2 separate regions of the Gossypium hirsutum genome follow, and region 2 is linked to region 1. Evidence: chromatin contacts called from public Hi-C data. All regions are on one chromosome and are shown on one strand. The core of a region is the stretch at or near the end of the contact, and the rest is flanking DNA. Distances in the headings are between cores, read along the strand shown.

Region 1 (2,700 bases), core at 168-2,667:
CAATTTAACCCCAATTATTTCTAAATTCTGGATTTAAAGGAAGCAAGATGTGACAAAAAGTGAGGGGGTTAACCTTTTTATCTTATTTTGGTGATTTCTAAAATTCTAAGGAAAAATGAAAAAAATTCAAGTTTTAAGATGGCCTACATCAAATAATGGATGGAATAGCTTAAATCTCATCTTATCACCACTCTCCCTTACGAAACTTTAATAATTAAGGATTAATGTATGCCAATTGTCACAAATACTCTTGACAGGCAAAATTAATACTTTACCCTCACTTCAAAGTCTTACCCGATTAAGTCAAAAACTCTAAAAATAAAATGTTAAATTAATTTATCACTCTAAGGACATCCCGCTTCTTACAAATTAAAAATATATCAAAATTCTTGATCTTATACCGAGAGCAAACTCTTCCAAATTTATATCTTACGACAAATCAAAAATTTTTGAGAATTTTAGGTAAAATAATATTTTAGCAATTTCAATAACAATGTTTTTCAACAAAATTTCAAGCCTACTTGGTTGAGTGAAAAAGTAGAAGGATGTAAAAAAGAGATGACTATTTTTCATCCTAATGCATAAACCAAATCATGACAAATTTTAATGATAAGAGGAGATAAAATGAGAAAATTTTAAATTAGTGCAAAATTATACATGCATTTTGGTTTAAATTTTTTTCTTATTTTTTAACTCTATTAAACAATGAGAAAATATATATGTTTTAAAAAATTTCCATTTTTATTACGAAACACAAACTAAAAGAAATATATATAATAATTTTATGGTCTTTGAATCTTCTATAAAATTTGAAGGTGGAACCTAATTGAAGTTTTTAGAATATCTTTGAATTCAAACTGACCATAGCGCACCACGATTCTAGCATTTTATTATCCAAACGTGACGTAACTATCCATTTGGATATTACAGTCACAATTAGCAAATAAGATTTTAAAGCAAAGATCACAACTTTACACGTGCATTTGTATCTCTATTTATAATTTCTAATATCACATATGAATATCTTTAATAAAGCAATAAAGGAGGCTAAAAGAAGTCTTGAAATGAAATAATTATTAAAAGCTAATGGAAGCAAAAGAATTTCTTTCGTTCTCCATAAAGCAAACCCACTAACATTTGCATACCATATATCTTCTTTGACTAAGTTCAGCACATCATCCCCTTCTTCGCCACCAAGAAAACCCTAAGCCCTACATAAAATACAAGGTATTGAAAGAGAAGTTGGACAAAGAAAGAGAAATGAGTCTGCTTTCGAATGCAGATTGGGACCAATCGTTGTTGCAGTGGTCTTGTTTATCCTCTTGTCGCCAGGGATGATGTTCCAATTGCCAACGAGGACAAGGGTGATAGAGTTTGGCAACATGTGCACAAGTGGGATAGCCATCTTGGTTCACGCCATAATTTATTTCAGCTTATTCACCATCTTGATCATGGCAATTGGTATTCACATACATGTTTACTAGTTGATCCAAAATCTCAACAAAAAGGGTAGGCTCTTCTTTGGCTCCTTTCTGTAATTTGTCTTCACTGTTATTTCATTGTTGTTTGTAAGAGAAAATTTGAATAGAGTAATGATGAATCTATTTCTTCGTAAGATGGTTCGATATGTATGAAGTTGTAGAGGGATATTGATACATTTTGGAGAAGCATCTGAAGTGTCATCTGTCTAGAATAATAGACTCCTCAATGGGTCAGTATTGTCTTAGGGTTGAGTTGGGCTTTTGTCTCCCAACGGGGAATTCACAGAGTAGAAGCGTCATGTTGGATTGAAGCGTTGAGTACAAGGTAGGGTGTGAACCCTTAAATAGCATCTAAGGCATACTACCACTTTATCAAGTGTTTCAAGCCCAACCATGCACACGACACTCATGTGCCCCTAGTAGGAGGTTGTACGCCACACACGTTTCAATTTGATGAGGTGCTCTCTCTCTCTGTGTATCCCACATTTGATTCAGTTTTTGGACAAAGTTGGAAGACAACCTTAACTTGATTTAGGAAAAACATCAGCCCATTGAAGGATTTGTCGACTTCAAATAAACATAACTTTGAGATCTTTACTAAAAGAAATCAGCCCTCAAAAGAAGTTTATTATGATTAAGGTCTTTTATAATCCTTGTTTTTGTCTACTACTAATTAGTTTGATTGGTATTCTTGATGCCTTGACTAAATCTTTAAATATAATAATTATATTAATATATGTTATATATCATCATTCAATTTCTAAAACGGTAAATTAAAAATTATGCAAATTATGGAATAAATTAAAACATTAAAAACAAACAGTAAAATAACTAAAAATGTCATGCAATGAAATGAACACGTCACAAATACAAAAACCTGTCAATAAATATATAATAAATTATTAACATGTAAAAAGTTATATAAATTTATAATAAAAAATGAAAACTCGACACAATTACTTAATTTTCTTTCTAGATTAAATCACTATAACAATTTATGTATAAATATATTGTGAATCAATACACAATATAATAAATAAATATTATACAGTCTTCATAATAAAAATATTAAAATAATTCTGTTTTCAATTTATAAATAATGTAATAAGGATATGAAGGAAACATTTTATCATTTTTACCCTTCAAATTAAAAATTTTGTGGATGCTGAAATGTCTTTCAAACAGCCTCTTTAAATTTTAAATTAAGCATTCTGAATGA
Region 2 (2,700 bases), core at 55-2,554, 260 kb after region 1:
TGCGGTCATTGAAAGCACAAAAAATATCCTATTCGTAATAAATAATGAAAAATAATAGTAAAAGGGAAGTAGGGTCAAATCCTCAAGGACTGGATTTGCACAATATCTTGTTCTGTGAAATCCTAGGCAGAATCTTGCCTAAGAAAACCTGCGTTCCTGAAAAAAATAAAAAAAATAGAAGAATTAAAGGTTTGGATCTGGAAACGAAAAATAAAATAAAAACAGAATTAGGAATATTGAATCAAAAATTCGAGAAAAATAGAGTTGAGAGAAAGAAAATTCTTATGGGAGATTCTAGCCTCCAGTTATCTCATTTCGCCTTGGGTTCAATCCTCGACTTTTAGATGATCCTTCCCAAACCAAATAAGCCAGTTATAGTGGAAGAGGATGCCTCGACCACCAGCTCCAAGGATTTAGACTTACGATTTGGTGGAACCTGACTCTAGCCAACAATAGCTTCTATGAGATCATCTTATGCTAGATCAACGCTTCTCAATGGCGAATCCCACGCCATTTTGTCTCTTGGGCTCGCCAACCTCTGACGCAGTAAGCTAACGAACCGACTGTGCAACCTTCCCAAAACATACGAAGCGGTCGCCTTTGCATACGTTGAAAAGCTTACTTCTTAAGGGATATGGATGGAAGCGTCAGCCCCGTAGTGCGAAGAAACGATGAATACTCGTTGAGAAGGCTAAGTACAGATTCTAAGCCTCATGAACCCTTTTGGAGATTTTCGACAACCTTTGGCTAGATGGGTTTAGTGGCTCATGGTTGTGGTAGAAAAGAAAATAAATAAAATAAAAATAGAGATTTTATTGAAAGGAAATATGAGAAGAACAAAAGCCTAGACTTTTGGAGAAAGAGTGTTTACAGAAAAGGATCCTCCTCTTTTGAGTTATTTCATCCCCTATTTATAGTGCTAGGGGAGATACCTATTTAAATTCCTAAAAGATAAATACATTTAATTGAAGATAAATAAAAATAAATAAAATAAAATCTTAAAAATAATTCTTAATAATTATCTTAATATTAATTATCCTAATATAATTAAAATAGAGTTTAATAGAATAAAATCTCTTCTTTTTGCATTTCAACCCTTGTGTTCTCCATACTTGCACTTTTGGCATCAACTTTTCCTTGTGTCGCACATTGGCCCATTTTATTTCTAAATTCAGGCTTTTGGCCCTTAATTTTGCTTTTGCCTCAAATTTAGCCCCTATAAGATAAAAGATTATAAATAATTTAAATTAACAGGATCATACTCAGAATAAATACATAATTAAGATATAAAAATACATTATTCTAGAGTGTTATCAAATCTCTTACAAGAGATGGAACCATTAGTATGATGCCTGCCGAAATAATATTGTAGCAAGTAAAAGGTAAAGGCGAAGTGAAGAGAACGCTAAGAGAATCAGCCATCAATCATGGAAATGGGCAGTTAAAGTTACTATCGTATCAGAAGTATTAGTCAAAACCCGTTCACTACTGTAAGAAAAAGAGTAAGAAAGGACAGTGAGAGAAAGTAGGAAGACATGTTGTAAAACCAAGATAAAATTTTTGACATTTTGGGGGTGTGCTTTGGGATTTCAATATTATATTACTAGTTTGTCTTTCACATTCCTTGCCAAAAACAGTGAAAAACTCATGAAAGTGGAGGACTTTTCAGGTAACCTTCTTCAATCTAAGAAACTTAGTTTTTTTGGCTTTAATTTGCTTTGCCCCCACCTTACCACCCCTTTACCTGTTCATGGATCCCAAAGGCTCCAAGCAGCCACCAGCTGAAGTATCCAACTTCTTGAGCTTGCCACCACAACCCCAACAACAGCCTCATCAAAGCATGGGAGAGAACAAAGCAGGTGAAAGCAAGGGTTTCCGGATTGTTGCAAGTAAAGAAGAAGGGAAGAAACAACAGTTGGCTCCAAAGAGAAGTTCTAACAAAGACAGGCACACTAAAGTTGAAGGGAGAGGTAGAAGAATAAGGATGCCTGCTTTATGTGCAGCTAGAATCTTTCAGTTGACCAGAGAATTGGGACACAAATCTGATGGGGAAACCATACAGTGGCTGTTACAACAAGCTGAACCATCAATAATAGCCGCCACGGGGAGCGGAACCATACCAGCTTCAGCTTTGGCAGCAGCTGGAGGCTCAGTTTCTCATCAGGGGGCCTCTCTGTCAGCTGGATTGCACCAAAAGATGGAAGACTTAGAGGGGTCCAGTATAGGGTCTGGAAGCAGTAGGACCAGTTGGGCAACGGTTGGTGCCAACAATTTGGGGAGACCCCATCATGTAGCAACAGGGTTATGGCCCTCAGTCAGTGGTTATGGGTTTCAGACATCATCTGGTCCATCTACAACCAATTTAGGCACTGAAAGTTCTATTTATCTGCAAAAAATCGGGATTCCTGGTTTTGATTTGCCAGCTACTAATATTGGTCAGATGAGCTTCACCTCAATCTTAGGTGCGGCTAACCAGCAACTCCCTGGTTTGGAACTTGGGTTGTCTCAAGATGGTCATATTGGGGTTCTAAATCATCAAGCCTTAAGCCAAATTTATCAACAAATGGGGCAGGCTAGGGTGCTCCAGCAAAAGCAGAATCAGCAAAATCCCCCTGCTAAGGATGATTCCCAAGGATCAGGCCACTAAAGTTATAAACTTTGGGTACATACTAGCATTCCTAAGAGAGGATGACTTTCTTT

What was found. A called contact is a pair of places that touch in the nucleus more often than the background predicts.
Region 2: a Hi-C map of leaf shows a contact between it and region 1, with 2.6 times the contacts expected there. The contact joins the promoter of LOC121221139 here to the enhancer-like site in region 1. A contact is called at or near these places in 2 of 34 Hi-C or Micro-C datasets (callus and leaf).

What each region holds. Positions count from the first base shown.
Region 1 is chrD09:13,401,679-13,404,378 of Gossypium_hirsutum_v2.1, forward strand. No RefSeq gene overlaps it. Among protein-coding and RNA genes, the nearest start is that of LOC121221428, 38 kb to the left of the region's middle. Within about 2 kb of position 1,418, at least 3 of the 9 cell types and tissues checked have an H3K27ac peak or open chromatin away from gene starts, as enhancers often do. A contact at or near this core is called in leaf, where this site is marked.
Region 2 is chrD09:13,666,436-13,669,135 of Gossypium_hirsutum_v2.1, forward strand. It overlaps LOC121221139 (transcription factor TCP20), which reads left to right and starts at 1,305. Exons shown (of 4, transcript XM_041101688.1): 1 at 1,305-1,669; 2 at 1,764-2,700. The coding sequence starts at 1,648. The coding sequence ends at 2,647.